Regions from separate parts of the Gossypium hirsutum genome. Here region 2 is linked to region 1. The links are chromatin contacts, called in public Hi-C maps. All regions are on one chromosome and are shown on one strand. Each heading gives the region's core, a stretch centred on a gene start, on an enhancer-like site or on the middle of the called end of the contact. The rest is flanking DNA. Distances are from core to core; before and after follow the strand shown.

The links. A called contact is a pair of places that touch in the nucleus more often than the background predicts.
Region 2: a Hi-C map of hypocotyl shows a contact between it and region 1, with 2.8 times the contacts expected there. The contact joins the promoter of LOC107959445 here to the enhancer-like site in region 1. A contact is called at or near these places in 7 of 34 Hi-C or Micro-C datasets (anther, callus, hypocotyl and 2 more).

The regions. Positions count from the first base shown.
Region 1 is chrA11:61,618,152-61,624,133 of Gossypium_hirsutum_v2.1, forward strand. No RefSeq gene overlaps it. Among protein-coding and RNA genes, the nearest start is that of LOC121210223, 3.1 kb to the right of the region's middle. Within about 2 kb of position 2,475, at least 2 of the 9 cell types and tissues checked have an H3K27ac peak or open chromatin away from gene starts, as enhancers often do. A contact at or near this core is called in hypocotyl, where this site is marked.
Region 2 is chrA11:61,981,813-61,987,794 of Gossypium_hirsutum_v2.1, forward strand. It overlaps LOC107959445 (probable amino-acid acetyltransferase NAGS2, chloroplastic), which reads left to right and starts at 2,303. Exons shown (of 9, transcript XM_016895516.2): 1 at 2,303-2,458; 2 at 2,714-2,865; 3 at 3,433-3,853; 4 at 3,950-4,047; 5 at 5,171-5,282; 6 at 5,521-5,680; 7 at 5,767-5,826. The coding sequence starts at 2,783. It overlaps LOC121209908, which reads left to right and starts at 1,467. Exons shown (of 1, transcript XM_041081832.1): 1 at 1,467-1,964. The coding sequence starts at 1,519. The coding sequence ends at 1,902.

The sequences.
Region 1 (5,982 bases), core at 1,225-3,724:
GTTTGTTGAAAGCAGCGTCAAAATTAATTTTCAGCCTCATTCCGATCGGAGCAACCCAACCACCCACACAGAGATGTTCAACAGGTACTGACGATTTCAGCCCATCCAATTCCAGCATAAAATTTTTAACAAAGTCAGCAATTTGTGAACCCGTTTTAACTTCACCTTCGTGGATAAATTTATTTCTGGATGTCCAAATCGCCCATAGAGTACATACTATAACTCTGCAAAAAGCTGTAGACCTTGATTGGAAAATAAGCTGTAACCAGTCCCTAAAATCATTATTTTCTTCTAGAATAGGCCAATTGATACCCAAATTCTCCCATGTTTCCTTTGCTGTAGGACATTCATGGAATAAATGTTCCCTCGACTCCACACCATTTTGGCACCTACTACAAGAAGCAGATCCCCTCAGTCGCCGATATTGTAGGTTACTGAAAGTAGGAAGAAAATTGCGTGAAACACGCCAAGCTGTAATCTTTATTTTAGAGGGTAGATCTAAGTTCCATAGCTTTTTGTAAAATTGTTTGTAATTTGTCTTTAAGTCATTTTGATCATTGTGTAAGAGAAGTTTATGGTCACTCCGCACCGAATATTCCCCAGTCGGCTTACCCCGTCAGATAATAAGGTCATCATTCTCGTACAACGACAGAGGAATGCATAGAATCCGCTCCGCTTCCTGCTCTGAAAAGGTATTACAAATCAGCTCAGATTTCCACTTTCTATCATTTGCCTCAATTAAATCAGCAACTTTTAATAAGCTCATATTAACAGATGTATGCTGAACTCGGAAATCCTCATTCCCAAGGATCCATGCGTCTTCCCAAATGGAGACATGTTTTCCATTTCCAATCTTCCAGCCCAACCTCTTCAGAAGTAGGCCCTTGGCCGTCCAAATACTCTGCCAGGTAAAGGAAGGTAACTTTCACAACCTTGAGTTTAAAAAATCAGACTCCTTAAAATATTTGGCTTTCAAAGTACGTGCTAGTAAAGAATTAGGATTACGTAATAAACGCCAACCCTGTTTGGCCAATAAAGTAATATTAAAATGATTTAAATTACGAAAACCCATACCTCCGTCTTCCTTTAACGCGCACAAAGACTTCCAATCGCACCAATGCATGCCTCGTTTTCCTTGATTTTTCCTCCACCAAAATGCCCCCATGATATATTCCAATTCCATGCACAGATTTTGGCAATAGGAAGCAAGCCATTGTGTAAGTAGGAATAGCTTGTAAAACAACCTTCATAAAAACCTCTCGGCCTCCCTGTGAAATATGTCTTAAGCTCCAACTATTAATCCTTTGCTTTAAATGATCTTTTAGATTTTGGAAAGCCAACTTTTTTTTTCGCCCCACCATAATCGGAAGACCAAGGTATCTCTTAGGATTCATCGAGCATCGCACGTTAAGAATTTGAAAAACCAAATTCTTATCTTGGTCATTAACATTTGAATTGAAAAACACAGTTGACTTTTCAAAGTTTACGCACTGACTTGAACAATCCTCATATTGCTCAAGAATATCTTTTAGCACACAAATCCCCCTTCTTGAAGTTTCTCCAAATAGAATATAGTCATCGGCGAACATGAGATGGGTGATAGGTGGAGTTGATAGATTGACCTTAGCACCAAAAATTTTTCCTTCTTGTCTTGCAAGTCTCATTAATGCTGAAAGCCCTTCTCGTCAAAAAAGAAATAAATAGGGACTCAACGGATCCCCTTGGCGCAAACCCTTAGAAGCCTTGAAATTGGACCCTTCCTCCCCATTAATTAAAATTGAGCACTGGACAGAATTGACGCAATGGAGGGTAAGACTAATGAACCTGTCTTCAAAACCCATCTTAGCCATCATTTCTTTAATAAAAGGTCACTCCACTCTGTCATATGCTTTATTCATGTCCAACTTTAAAGCCATGAAACCTTTTTTACCCGACCTTCTATTCTTAAAAGAATGAACTTCATAAGCAAGTAAAACGTTGTCTGAGATAAGACGACCAGGAACATACGCGCTTTGGGCATCATCTATACACCCATCCAATACCTTTTGGAGTCGATTAGCTACTGTCTTGGCAATAATCTTGTAAATAACATTAAATAAGCTGATAGGGCGATGGTTTTTCAAATTGGTAGGATTAGCAATCTTTGGAATCAACACCAGAAGCGTCTTATTGATATCTTCCAAAGAACTACCATTATTCAGAATATCTAAATAGAAATCACAATTATACTTACCAACTATATGCTAGTACTTCTGGTAGAAAATTGTTGGAAAACCGTCAGCACCCGAAGCTTTTGTAGGACCCATCCCTTTAAGCGCCTCAAGAATTTCTCCCTCAACATAGGTAGCCAACAAAAGGTGATTCATACTCTTCGAAATACATGATTGAACCCTAGATAATATGTACTCCATATTTTAGACCCTAGAAGACGTAAAAAGCTCTGAAAAATACTTGCTAGCAATAGATTCCACCTCTTTACTTTCCATAGTTAGAGAGCCATCGTTTCGTTGAAGACCTCGAATTTGATTAATACGCCTTCTCTGGGATGCATGTTTATGGAAGAAAGCAGTATTCTTATCTCCCATTTTCAACCAATTAGCCCGGGCTCGTTGCACCCAATATTTTTCCTCCTTATCCAGCTCCATATTCAGATGAAGTTTGACCTTGGCAATCTTTTCTAAAATCTCCTGTGATCGCTTTTTGCAATTTAGTTCATCTAGCCTCCTATTAAGATGCTTCACATCCCATCCTCGGTTATGCCTAAACTTGTTCGCCCAAACTTTCAAACCATTAGCTAGATTATCTATGCGATTTAAGTATGAGCCAGAACTCCTCCCGTAGCTTTTAAATCTCCTCCTCACAGGAATCCTCTAGAGTCCATCAAGATTCAAAACAAAATCAAGCCAATTTTTTTCCCCAAAATAGCATTCTCCGTCTCAATTAACAGCGGGCAATGATCGAAAAAAGAGTGTGGCAAATGTTGCAAAGAGTATGATGGAAACATTTGTATCCACTCGTTTGTAGCCACTCCTCGATTGATTCGTTCTCGAATGTTATATTCCATTACTCATCCCCTCTCCCAAGTGAACCACGCTCCCGAAAAACCAATATCCTCCAAGCAACATTCTTCCAACGTTCTACGAAAACTCTTCATCCGAGCCTCTTCTCTTAGCAACCCCTCTATTTTTCATGGGCAAAAAGAATATCATTGAAGTCGCCACTGACTAACCAAGGGAGTGAATTATCTCTTCCCAACCTTCGAAGTAAATTCCAAGTTTCTTGTTTATTTCTGACCTCCAGAGCCCCATAGTACCCAGTAAATCTCCAACGGGGAGCATCTTCATCATCTTGAATTTCGACGTCTATATGATTTCTTGAATAACTCTTTAAAGTAACAAAATTTCTCCCATTCCATCTAAGACTTAGACCACCTCGGGAACCGTCAGATAGAATATCGATACCATTGAAAAAACCACAACGCCTTCTAACAACATCCATTCTTGACTTAATTTAGTTTATAAAGAAGACTACTTGGGGATGGTATAACTTCAGCATATACTGAAGTCTTCTAACTGCTCACAGACTCCCCAATCCGCGAACATTCTAGCCAAGATTTTCATTGTTGTCGGTTGGTTTGCCCACTGGCAGCTGTCGATATCTAATTGGAATGAACTGAAGGCCTATCCACAGCCTCTAATGAATCTTGACTCGTAGAAACATTAGAGCCCGGTATATTAACTTGCTATCTTTTTTTTTCGTCGTCATCGGAGAAAGGTTCCTCTTCCAATTCACAGTCCATATATGCCACCCCCAATCTAGGCAAACGGTCCAGCCCATTAGAAGTTTTTGTAACAACACCTTTCATTGAAACTCCCAGCAATTGATTTTTTCCACCCGTCAAATCTTCTCCACCATTACCACTCAAATTCTTTCCTTTCTGGGACTCATTTAAAGTAGCTAAAAAATTTGAACCTTCTAGATTAATTCCCAAAACAGAATTAAAATTACCCCCATAATTTCTTCCATAATTAGAGCTTGAGTGTTGGCGCCCAAATTTTAACTTTCCAAATTACTATTATCTCCACTCCCTCGCAACCAGACACTGTTTGCAATGGAAGCTTTCTTCCCCTGCGCCCTTAATGACAAATCCCAACCCAATTCCACTTCCTGCAATCCATATTGAAGCCGTTTCGGACAAAAACTATCTCCATGCCCAAGACATCCACATAAGAAATAGAATAATGCTAATTTTTCATACTTGAATTTAACATAAGTGGATTTACGAGATCATAATTTTTTTTCGTCTTATTAGGGGCACTCGAACATCAAGTTGAACACGTATGCGCATGTAATTCATATTACCAATTGCCAATTGCTTCGTATCATACTCCAGAAACCTTCCAATAAAGTTGCCAAATTGCACTGCCATGGAATCCCTATAGAAGTCTAGGGGTAAATCATGAATCTGAATCCACCAATTAGAGAACACCAAAGGAACAAACATTGGATCTTCATTTTCCCCAATCCTATGTAAAATCAAGAGATGATTATTAAAGGTCCAAGGAGCACCAGTAACAACCCTTGAAATATCAACCTCATTAAAAAATCTAAAGAGAATGTTTCTCTCCCAGATTTGTGATTTGCACGCCTTCCAAAGGATGCCAAATATTTGCCATTGTATTACTCATTGCTGGAAAGTGAACCACATTGGCAGTAAGAAAACAACCCACTAAACAAAAACTATAAACATCAACTTTTTCCTCAGCATCCTCCGGTATAGAAAATGCCTCCTCCTCTCCATCATCCAAACTCAACTCTGCCATATCCCTCTCCATCGATAAGTCAAAACCGTAAGCAATTTAATAACCTCAGTGACTAGAGCAGTAGCAAACACAAGTCGACAAAGGACAGAGACAAAAGAAAGAAACAGTAACACAACTAAAGGTGAAAAAAGAAACAAGAAAAGAGCGTGTAATGAACGACAGACAAAAACGTGCCAAAGCGGCAGACTACTAACATTATTTTTATTAAAATATTTGATTTAATAAATTTTATAATAAAAATTATCACACTTGTAAATAAGAACTCTTATTCCACTAATGTATTTTTAGTAAATGATTTTATATAACAATAAATAAAAAATAAGTTTTATATTAAATTAATTTTTATTTTTTAGATAAAAAATTACTTCATATTTAAACTATTATGTTTCCATCAAGCAATAAAGTAGAAAGAAAAAATATATATTAGTTTTTGTTTTAGATAGTAAATTTAATTATTTATATAATAACTTTATGTTTATATATAAAATTTAATAGATAATACATTTATATAATCTAATATATTATATTTATATTAATTATATTAACTATTATGGTTAATTTATTAATTATTAAGAAAAGAAAAAGGTGAATGATATATCAATTGCTATAGTTTGTACAAATGATTTAATAACAAATAGGAATATTTTATTAGCAATAGTTTTGTCGATTAGTGCATTTAGACTGCACTTGCTTCACATCTATCCTTAATGACTGCATTTCCCCCTCTATTCGATCGAAGAGTTAACCACATACAGTATGATCATTTGGGTTGATCATTTCCTGAGGTTTTTGCAAATAAGAAGGTTGATAATTAGCATTTTTAACTTGATTTTAAGTATTAACTCTTTGATTTTTGCCACATTTTAAATTTGGCTGGTCTTTCCATCTGGGGTTATAAGTATTTGAATAAGGGTTTCTACCCATATTCTCTATGTAATTCACGTCCTCAGTTGGATTGTTGATATAATGGAAGAGTGGTTTGTCCTCTCCATATATAGATGGTGCATTATTCATGGACTCTATGCGATTTATTCTGTCCACTAACTGCTGATATTTATCATCCTTCTGGACAACCTTCACCGTAGAGGGTCTTTAGCCATATGTACATCATTCAGTTGGCCACTAGTAGGAGTTTATCGCCATATTTTTTTATTAATTT
Region 2 (5,982 bases), core at 1,053-3,552, 360 kb after region 1:
GACTTTCTTTGTAGCCCTCTCGAGTCCTTCAGGGACCATGGACCCCGGTTGTTCCAACGAGGCAGAAAAGAAAAACTCTTGCGGCAAAGGAAAACCCATTTTTTAGTATTGCTAACAAATATTTTCCATCATATATCTTTAAATTCAAAACACCTCATTTAGTTACTGGTGTAATAACATAAGGAAAAGTGTACTTAATACATATGTATTAACATTAGTAAAAGCTAGTAGACTAATATAAGTAAATAATCCAATGTTTGGTAGGTAGATTGAAAAGAATGTAATATATATATTTTATTTTGTTTAGTTATGGTATTGAACAAGTAAAATTTAGATTGTCAATACAGGAGGACGTGGGTTCAAATGCGTTGAAGCGCATTATCCTCCTATTTAAGGGTTGGAGATGGGCTATGAGTAGTTCTAGATATTATAACAAAAAGAACATATATGATTTAATGAGATTATTGTTCATAATAAAAAAAATAGATATTATATTATGAAACAAAGTGATGTGGGCACATTTATTAGTACACTAATAAATAAATGCAAAAAGAATGAAAATTTGGAACATAAATTGTTAATGTAGTTGAAACTTAATTTACATTTACAAAATCTTACGGAGAAGAGTGTCCACTGTATTCTCAAATACAATAGATGATTTGAAGCCCGATTCCCTTACAAATTGTTACAGCCTCACTATTGTAACACCAAGTGAGCTCATGATAGAAAAACACAAATTGAACTCAATTTTCCGCTTAAAGCTCTACATATCCTACAAATACTTACAATCCTTCGGCTATAAGCAAAAGGTAAATAGGATGATTATCAGCTTAGCTTGTTGATCTGCACCATATCGAATTTGCAAATTGACCAGGTCAAATTCAGTCTCAAATATATTTAGATTCATGTTGCAATCACTTGGACCTTCATAAGTTATAACCCAAAGGCCTTTTCAGTAACCCAATTCCTATTGGGTCATCAACGTCCTCGAGGCCTACTACCTAATTGGTATTAATTGAAGTCAGGACAAGAGACTTGTCACACCTTCGATGTGCAAATGAAAAAGAAAAAAAATCAGGTTTATCGTTAATTTTTATATTTTATTAATATGATGTCATAAGTCATCCCCTACCAACTCAAATGTGAAATGATTAAATTATATTTTGATGCATAAATTAAAATTTTTATAAAATTATTATTTTTAAATATATCAAATTAATAAAAAATTAATTATGATAAAATTTGAATTCGAAATATTATACATAATAAATATCTAACTTTATGTAGTTAAAATATTGATAAATTTAATAAATACATTTATTACATAAAATTTTCTCATGTTTTTAATTAATTTATATATAATTTTAGTTTTTTAATAAAATTTAATTAATAAAAATATAATTTTTACTCACAGCGTGACTGGAATAAATAGTAGTTTACACATCGTTACTGCAACTAAAGTTTAATGCATGCAGTATATAATAAATAACTGAAATTTCATGGTTAGAGTCACCACGCATGGCTGCTTCATTTTCAACGGCTTACGTACCCCCCTTCTCCTCCGCACGAAACGAACTTTTTTCATCCTGTCATGGCTTCGGAAACAGCGACGTGAGATTGAAGCCCCAATTGAAGTTTCAGACTCAGTCTCTTAAACACAAACCCAGGCCTAAACGAGGTGAGTCGGTTAAGCGCGACGTGATTAACGAAGACGATAGCGTTGACGAGACTTACAACTCCGTCGACGATAAGCAGTTCGTGCTGTGGTTCCGTGAGGCTTGGCCTTACTTGTGGGCCCATCGTGGCGGCACTTTTGTTATTATTATTTCCGGCGAAATTGTTGCTTCCCCCTTCTTAGACGTCATTTTAAAGGCAAATACTAAATCAATAAAAGAAATTTAAAAAACTTCTAGATCTTATTTACGATCAAGGGTTTAAATTGTTTTTTTTCTTTTTCTTTTTATTTGCAGGATATTGCGTTTTTGCATCTCCTGGGGATCAGATTTGTTCTTGTTCCAGGAACTCACGTGACGATCGACAAGCTTTTGGCTGAGAAAGGTGATCCAATAAAAAAAAGGAAAACATTTCATGTTCTTTATTTCTCATTTTAGAAACATTTTTCTGCTGAATTTCAGCGAATATTTTATGTTCAATATTCCAGTCTTTATCTCTCGCTTTCACTATGATTAGACTTTTTTTGTTTACGTAAGTAGATTGTAACATTTAAGATGAACTATGAAACATTACAGGGCGTGAACCCAAGTATGTTGGCAGCTATAGAATAACAGACTCTGAATCATTAGACGCTGCAATTAAAGCGGCAGGAGGGATTCGTCTAACCATAGAAGCAAAACTTTCACCTGGACCTTCCATATTTAATATTCGTAGACATGGAGATACTAGCCGTTTGCATGAAGTTGGTGTCAGTGTTGCTGGTGGTAACTTCCTTGCAGCCAAGGTTAGAATGTTCCTGTTTTTTATATAACATTTGGATTTGGGTTATGCTTTTATGTAGATTTATGTTCTTCTCTTCGAAACTATGACTATACCCTTGTAAATCATATAGTGGGAATATATAATTTTTTTTCCTTGCGTGCTTACGTGTAGTGATGATGCGTGGCCTGTAAAAGCATGTTTTTTGCATGTGATATGTAGTTCGCTGTTAGACATCTTCTGTTTTTGCTTATTTTAATCTTTTTAAACCCTTTTGCAGAGAAGAGGAGTTGTCGAAGGTGTTGATTATGGAGCATCGGGTGAAGTAAAGAAAGTAGATGTTGCTCGCATGTGTGAGAGGCTTGATGGTGGTTGTATAGTGATACTAAGCAATCTGGGGTATTCTAGCTCTGGAGAAGTTTTGAATTGCAAGTATGCTATATAACTTTCAGTGGTATTTTATTGCAGCTTGCTTTTTATCTCTTATCTGATGAAGTGAAAATTCTTTGATTTATCATTCTAAAGGAGTTTTTTTTTTTTGGGGGGGGGGGGGAGAGATTAATATTGTGCAACTCTTATAGCAGCTATTGTTGATCAGGAAAGCCATCTGCAATGAGAAAAGGCATCTTTTCCCATTTTACAATTTCTATCTTCATTTAGTTCTAAGTTGCTTTTCTCATTTACTGAGGGATCACTTAGTTTGGTGTCTATCTCAGTAAGGTATATTTTTAGGTTTAGCAAGATGTCAATCATAAGGTTTTGGTAGAGAAATATCCCACTGTGGAAGTTACAATATCTTAAGGGATCGAATATACTTTGTCTCAGAATGAGCAGTCCTTATATTCTTTGCATATGTAGTTTGATTTTGAAAGCTAGTTCTATTTAACTAAAACTTATGTTTACTTCATGGTGCCTCATTACTAGCCTAAATTTTTTGTTTTACTTCCCACTGATTTTAACCTGATTGCTAATATACTTTTATGTTTTCATAAATTTCAGTGCGTATGAGGTTGCTACAGCTTGTGCATTAGCTATTGGAGCAGATAAACTTATTTGCATTATAGATGGCCCAATTTTGGATGAGTATGGACGCCTTATTAATTTCCTGCCTCTTCATGAAGCTGATATGCTAATCCGTCAGCAGGCCGAGAAAAGTGAGATAGCGACCAAATATGTGAAAGCTGTTGTTGAATATCTCACTAGCATTGGACATACTGATTCTACTGCAGTTGTCCACTGTTCGCAGAATGGCAAAGCTCCTAATAGTACATATTACGCAACCTTTCAGAATGGCATTGGTTTTGATAATGGCACTGGACTATGGTCTGGAGAACAGGGTTTTGCTATTGGAGGTCTGGAGCGGCTAAGTAGACTAAATGGTTACCTTCCAGAGTTGGCTGCTGCAGCTTTTGTCTGCAGAGTAAGTTACAATAGTTTCTCTGCCAACTTAGTAAATGTAGATACTTCCCCATGGAAGAAAAAAAATGGCCAATTGCAAGTTCTGCTTCATTGTCAGGGTGGTGTACAAAGAGTTCACTTGTTAGATGGCACAATTGGCGGGGTTTTATTGTTGGAACTATTCAAAAGAGACGGAATGGGGACAATGGTGGCCAGGTATTTGCAGTGAACTTATTGGTTAACCTTAAAGGAAATGTTTGCTGATAGGCAGAAAGCATTAGCATAAACATGGTCAGCTTAATTTCATATGTATCTGCATTTACTTTGTGAGTTCTTAATCCCTGAATGATTTATATCCTTGGATGACTTAGTGGACTCTCCCACTGAGGTGGAGGGTTAACCTAAAATGGATGTTTTTGCAACTAAGTAATCAGTAGAAGTAGAGTTAGGTACATATTATTTGAATTTACTAATAATTAAGAGGACTTTCTAGTACTATAACAATCCATTTTCCAACCTGGCTTTCAGAAGCATGTGACACTTCTTAGTTAGTTGTTGAGCGTGTGTAATGCACGAATCTGCCACATAACATTTAGCAACAGACAAAGTGGAGGGATATGTTGTTCTAATCCCTTTTCCAAAGATTAGGGATCTCAGAGCAACTTCTTGTGGCTGACTGTTGGAGTTTGAGTGAACTTTAACCGGGTAAAGTAAGAGTTGCAAACAGAACACCAACAACAACGTAATATACTCGGGTAAAGAATGAAGGAAAAAATGCTTGAAGTTTAGGCTTTAAGAGCAGAAATTGGAAGGAAAACAAGAACAGAACTAAAGCAAAGAAAGAAGGAGCATGAAGAATAGTTGAGAGTATTGATGGAAAAATGAATTGTATTTTTTCATACATACATCATAGGCAGATTGCCATTACATATATCAAAAATAAAAAAAAAAACTTACAAGTCAAATTTCTACCTAAACATACACCTACTTCTACTAAGCTTTCCAAATAACAAAAACTTAACTTGTACATTAACACAAAGCTGGTTAACAGCTCCATCAACATCAAATTACATCAATCAAAAAGCTTATAGCAAACTAGACTTCAAAATGAACAAAATATTAGTTCAAATCTAACAGCAACACAAAACCAAGGTTGCTGCATGCTTGTCACGAGCCTGCATGGCCAGCTTCCAGCTGCACTTGCTTCATACCAGCTGCATGGAGATCAGCTTCAACACTGACTTTTTGTTAATTTACATGAAATGCTGTTGCAAGATTTAGTAAGTCATTAAGTTGTTTTGCATTCTGTTCATCGACTCTGGTATTGCTTGTTATTTAGTGATCTATATGAAGGGGCTAGGATGGCTAAGGAAACAGATGTTGCTGGAATCAAGCAAATCTTACAACCTTTAGAAGAGTCTGGTACATTGGTTCGCAGGAGTGATGAGGAGGTATGTACTGTTTTAGTTATGAGCTTATTGGACCATAATAGACGTTTGGTCCTACTTTGCATGCTCTGTTTCTTCTACTTGTTCTTGGGATCTTTTGGTTGTAAAGATGAAATTTGTTAAAATTGGCCTCTGTTTCAAGTCTTAACAAACAAAATGGTAAGGGAAATTTGCATTTTTTCTTTTGGGTTGGAGCCAGCATCTGAAAATTATAATGTTGTGTTGTTTTTTGTTTGTGCAGCTAGTTAAGATCCTAGATTCATTCATTGTTATGGAAAGGGAAGGTCAAATTATTGCTTGTGCTGCTCTTTTTCCTTTCTTCAAGGACAAGTGTGGAGAAGTTGCTTGTATCGCAGTTTCTCCAGAATGCCGAGGACAAGGGCAGGGAGACAAATTGCTTGGTATGATGTTGAACATCTTAGACTTCACTACTTATGCCATATAGGAAATGATTATACTTTGCTACCTATTCTGGTGAAGTTGACAGAGTTGCAATGTGAGAATTTGCTGGTTTCTGTCTTATGGAAGCGTATAAATGTATTTGCTGGTAAGTTCAGTTCAGATTATCTACGCATAGAAGGATGCTGTATTTCATCTGAGTGTGATTTTTTGATTTTATGACCATCGTTTTGATTTGATATTTCTACTGGATATTATTATGTGGTCATCCAATCAGATCATTCCTAATAATAATTCTCTTGTT